Regions from separate parts of the Mus musculus genome. Here region 1 is linked to region 2. A link is a contact called in public promoter capture Hi-C data. All regions are on one chromosome and are shown on one strand. The core of a region is the stretch at or near the end of the contact, and the rest is flanking DNA. Distances in the headings are between cores, read along the strand shown. Region 1 holds the start of Abhd5 (abhydrolase domain containing 5). Region 2 overlaps Gm39465 (a long non-coding RNA gene).

Region 1 (2,700 bases), core at 79-2,578, 320 kb after region 2:
TTGGCCTTATTAGAATTATTTGAGACTCAGTTAGCTTACATCAGGCTCCTGAGTAGTTCCGGGCATCAGTACCACCCAGGTGTGGCTGAACTAAGAGAACCTATTACATATTCTCAGAATTTCATTTTTTGGAGTGTGGGGTAGAGGGCAGGATGGGAATTGAACCTAGGAACTAATGCATAGATGGCCCCTGCACAACACAGCTCCAGCTGTAGGCAGCTTGTCACAAGCACAAAGAGCTAGGCTAGTTCATACACTTTCTCCTGACCGGAGGAACCTGCCCCCAGCCAAGGGAAACATCCCTTATGCAACACCAGGATGCCTCTATTTGTTTAATCACAGTGAGTGCCATAGTTCTGAATTCTATTTTTAAAGCGCAGTCTTGGACTTACTTGCTAGCTGCTGACTTTCATTTGCCTGTACTGAGCTTTACTCTTTATCACTTTCACGCATTTGCTCACGTCCCTTAACCAGGAAAAAAATTATTAAAATAATCCCACTCGAGGGTGTGCCTCCTTGCCTGTATGTGCACCATATACATTAAGGTGCTCTGAGGCCAGAAGAGGGTGTTGCTCCCCTGGAACTGGAATTACAAGCAGTTGTGGGGCTCCACATGGATGCTGGAAACAAACCCATTCTCTTCTATAGGACAGTATGCACTCTTAACCACTGAGCCATCCCTCGAGCCCTCTCCCCTTTAAATTTATTTATTTTAAAGACAGGGTCTCACTGTGTAGCTCTGGCTGGCTAATCAGGCTAATCCAACTCACAGAAATGTGTTTGCCTCTGACTCCCAAGTGTTTTTGAAGGGTGTGGACCACCATATCGAGCTCATGAGAATATTTTTATGAGCCCTCAGCCCTCTATCATTTTAGAATGGATTCTAGGAAGTGCTCTCCCTCTCTCCCTCCCTCGCCCCTCTCTTCTGTGGTCTGTGGGGATGATGATGGTGGTGGTGGTGATGGTGGTGGTGTGTGTGTAATTCTAGTACCCACACATAAGCTCTCAGCCTTCCGGAGTCTAGAGTCTGGCAGGGTGGAGTGCAAGTTCCTAGAGGCCACCACCTGAAAGTAAGGGCTGGAGGGTCCAGCACCACAGGATGCGCACTTCTGCCACTCAGGCTATTTCTGGCTGGGGTCTCACTCCAGGCTACCTACGGCTTGCCTAGCGCCCCGTCCAGGGCAGTCCACACGGGCGGAATGACGCATTAATGGTCATTATTCCGACGGATGACTACCTAGGCTCCCGCGGCGTCGGGCTGACCTTCCTTACCAGTGCCCCCGCCTCCGCGCGACAGGCGGGCAGCGCATGCGTGTCTGCGAGGCCGGGCCGCTGGGACGCCGAGCCTGCGGTGGCGCGGCCGCGCCCTCGGATCGTCCCAGCGGGCGGACGACGCATGCGCGGGCGGTGCGGTCTTAAGGGCGGCCGCGGCCCGGGGCCGCCCAGTCGGCCTGTCAGCCGGCTTCGAGGTGTGTCCCTGCGCTTGCGCGGCGGCGGTGATGAAAGCGATGGCGGCGGAGGAGGAGGTGGACTCGGCAGACGCCGGTGGAGGGTGAGGATCACCCGGGAAGGGGGGGACGACGTGGGTCTCGTGCGCTCTGGCGACCCCGGGCGGCCAGCCGAGGGAAGGCGCGGGCGCCCGCTCTCTCGACCCGTCGGGGCAGACAGGCCCGGTCAGGGCCGCGGGGCTGCGGGGAGGGAAAGCGGCTGCTGTTGACGGCCGTCCCGGTGATCCCGAGCGCGGCGGAGCTCAGAACTCCGCGCCGGGAGCCGTGCGTCGCCAGGGTGGGAGAAGGCGTCGGACTCGGAGCCTCGCGGGACAGCCGATCGCCGCCGGTGCGCCTGGGGCGCTTGCGTCCCACCTCCCGCTGCCCCGTGCGTGCGCTCCCGTGACCCGGCGGTCTGGCTTCACTAGCCCTGGCAAACTTTGTGAAAGTTGAAGGGCAGATGCCTAACAGGAAGGAAGCCCTTAAGTTGTTGTTGTTGTTGTTTTGTTTTTTTTGGAAACCGGAGTCACTCTATGTAGCCCTTGCTGGCCTGGAAATCTGTAGACCAGGGTAGCTTTTCAACTCTGCAGAGACCCAATCCTTTTGCCTCAGCCGTCCAGTGCTGAGATCACATGTGTGAACCACCACACCCAACTTCTTCATAGACATAGTAAGTTATTCTTTTTTGTTTTTGATATGTCATGCCCTTGTGAGTAGAACAATGCTTGGTGGAAAAATTAAATTACTATGAAAGTTATTTCACTGATTCTCAAAAGGCTACTTGTTTTATATGGACGGGACTATACATCTCCTTTATAAATTATTTTGACAGTTGTACTTCAGCTATTTGGAGACATTTGTATGGGAAAGATAACCATAGGGTAAATAGATTATGGTAATGTGAAAGTAAGTATTTTGGAAAGATGTTAGGGGAGGAATATTTTTGAAATGCTAGAAACTACACTCTTCAAGTTTTGTTTAAGTGATAATTAACAAGTGGAGCCACTGTTTTGGTCTGTTGTTGAACTTCCTAGTTATATTGACATGAAATACAGAGTGTCATGTGGTACAACTAGGACCTGGTAGCTTGGGTTTCTATTAAATTTGTCAGGACATTTTTCTGGCTCTGAGAATTCTAACTTGTGGGCCCTTTTGGTCTTGATACTGTGAGGCTCAGGAATCCATAGCACAACGGTGAGAGTGACATGGCTCT
Region 2 (2,700 bases), core at 137-2,636:
AAACATTGGAGCAAGGGAGAGGGGGGTCGAAGGAAGGTGCAAACAGAGCTTGCCATTGGCTCCTCTAGGCCAGTGTTGCCGAACCCAGACTGCCTGTTAGAGACACTGGGGAGCTTTGTGAAAACAGACTCCCAGGCCCCATCCTCCACCTTTGCTTCGGCTGCTTTGTAAAATCTCTAAAGTCGGACATAGAGAGAGATAGCTCTGTTTGTAAGGTGCGTGCTCACTCATCATGTAAGTATGAGGGCCTGAATCCCATCCTGAGGAGACACATGAAAAGCTGAGCACTTTGAAACCCCAGCACTGGGGAAGCAGAGACAAGCGAGTGCTTGAGGCTCACTGGCTGGCTAGCCTAGGCTGCTTGTTGAGTTCCAGGCCAGTGAGAGATCCTGTCTCAAAGAAGAGGTGGCGGTGTCTGAGGAAAGACACTTGAAGCTGTCCTTTGGCTCCCATATGCATAAACATATATGCACACATGCATCCACATACATGTGCACTCACACACACACACAATCCATTCAAAGGCTCATTTCAACATGTACGTCAATTTACCAGAGAGCCTTCGAAAATGCAGTTTCTAATTCAACAATCCCAGGACCACATGTAGGAATATGCATTAATAACTGATTTCCCATGATGCCTCTGGCTCCAGAGACATATTTTGAGAAGCTAGATGTTAAGCTGTACAATTCAACATCTGAGATATAATCAAGAGAGCTGAGGCACAGAGCTAGGAAAACCTAGGGCGGCCATGGCATTTGAGAAATGGCTAGACGGAGCTCCTCCACACTGTCTCCTCAACCCTGGTGTACAAGTGGGCATAGTCACTTCTTACACACAATAGTCTATGTCTGGCCAATGAGGTGCTCAGGTTCATGACCACTGTCACAGTTAAAGAAGACCTGCACTTTCTGAATGATTAGCCACAGGTTCTGATGGAGTCCAGGAAAATTATTTGGACTCTATAGCACTCACAGGATGAAACAGCCCCCTACCTCTGAGGCCTCCCACCTGTACCAGCCAGGATCTGAGTAGACCTAAGGAAGGAAGAAAGCAGACATTTATCCCAGAATGGCAGAGGAAGACACCAGACCCCAGTGGCATGTAGCCTCCCTGTGACCTAAGCTCGGTTGCAGAGTCATGAGCCACCAAAAGCTCACAGCTCTCATCTCAGACAAGATAATTCCCTAGAAGCTGCAGTTACACTCAGTTCTGGGCCTGTAGGTGCTGCTGTTCCTAGAGCATGAGTCCCCTCTCTCCTGAGGTGAGGTCATGTGGAGTCAAGGTGATTAGTCCAGTTCAAATGACCTTTCATCGTGTGGGTCAGGTGCCAACCATGGGCAAGGCTTCTTTGGGTGACCTTTCACCCACCTAGCTAGTGTCCTCCGAGTACACAGCCAGGCCAGGCAGGCAGCACAGTGGCAGGTCTGGTCACACCCCAGGATCTGGCTCTGGTAAAGCCTTGGCAGTCACAGCAATATTCCAGGCAAACTGAGGAGCAGGTGGCTTCGTTCACCTGGTGTGGGGCTCAGTGGTCCCTGCCAAGTCCCACTGGTCCCTCACCACCTATCCTGGGCTGTACTAAGGAGACTGTTGGTCCTTTGTTAGGTCCCTAGGAATCACCCTATTGACAAAGACTCAAGACACGGAGGAAGAGGCTATGGGGTGGGATTTTTCAGACCTGTCAAACTTGTGGCATTTGTTTGCCACAGACCCTGGAGGAAGTCCCTGCAAACAGCCAAGCCAACACCTAGATGCTGAAAACAAACTGAAACATGACTGTAGAGCCTTTCATGTGTATCTTAACTCCACATATTTGGGGTCTCCAGCCCCAGGGAGAAGAGTATGCCAAGCTACAGTACTCTGACCCATGACAGGTCATGGAGGACCCAGCTGTGGTGCTAGCAGGCAGAGAGCCAGTCCCCAGAGAGTCACCACACTGTATTCTGTCCTTGTTCAGAAAGAGCTGTCCCCATTTATGTCTTAAACTCCCAGAAATCTGTCCTAGGACAAATCCCCAGGGGATGCTTACGCTTGGAGACCATCCTGTCACCAAGCAGGTAAGCAGAACCGATTTGGGGGAATGACATGAAGGTAAGACTGTGGCTTTGGAGCCACACTGTCTGGGCACACATCTTGACCACACCCTTGTCAAGGTGAAGTGACCTTCATCTTGGTATCGCTTAACTTCACCGTGCTTCAGTTTCCCTGTGGGAGGAATAAAAATAGCAGGTCCTAGGATGGTTGTGAGGATCAATGGATTGATGCAATGGAAATCCTTAAAACAGGCCCTTCCCGCCGGGCGTGGTGGCGCACACCTTTAATCCCAGCACTTGGGAGGCAGAGGCAGGCAGATTTCTGAGTTCAAGGCCAGCCTGGTCTACAAAGTGAGTTCCAGGACAGACAGGGCTATACAGAGAAACCCTGTCTCAAAAAAACAAAAAACAAAAAAACAAAAAAACAAAAAAACAAAAAAACAAAAAAACAAACCAAACAACAACAAAAAAACAGGCCCTTCCCATTGTCACCCCACCTCACGTCAGAGGAGACCCCACTTCTCCAAGACACCACTCCACCCTTCCTGGCTGTTGGCACTGGGGAGCTGTATGGTTCTCCTGTGAGTCTGTCTGGGAACCCCCTCCCTGGCCACATGTCTACCCTTGGTGACCTTGCAGTTCCACATACCAATGCTTTGTTTTA

The links. Promoter capture Hi-C pulls out the DNA fragments that hold promoters and counts their contacts.
Region 1: a promoter capture Hi-C map of liver shows a contact between it and region 2, with 2.6 times the contacts expected there. The contact joins the promoter of Abhd5 here to the enhancer-like site in region 2. A contact is called at or near these places in 6 of 39 promoter capture datasets (the 3T3-L1 cell line, cranial neural crest, hippocampal neurons and 3 more), 1 of 484 Hi-C or Micro-C datasets (muscle stem cells), 2 of 115 datasets of contacts at active chromatin or transcription factors (bone marrow-derived macrophages and pancreatic cancer cells) and 1 of 9 other capture datasets (pancreatic islet).

The regions. Positions count from the first base shown.
Region 1 is chr9:122,350,288-122,352,987 of GRCm38.p6, forward strand. Abhd5 (abhydrolase domain containing 5) reads left to right here and starts at 1,329. Exons shown (of 7, transcript NM_026179.2): 1 at 1,329-1,552. The coding sequence starts at 1,500.
Region 2 is chr9:122,030,870-122,033,569 of GRCm38.p6, forward strand. The region is part of intron 1 of Gm39465 (a long non-coding RNA gene); the gene reads right to left. Among named protein-coding and RNA genes, the nearest start is that of Gm39464, 15 kb to the right of the region's middle. Within about 2 kb of position 1,387, at least 12 of the 459 cell types and tissues checked have an H3K27ac peak or open chromatin away from gene starts, as enhancers often do. A contact at or near this core is called in liver, where this site is marked.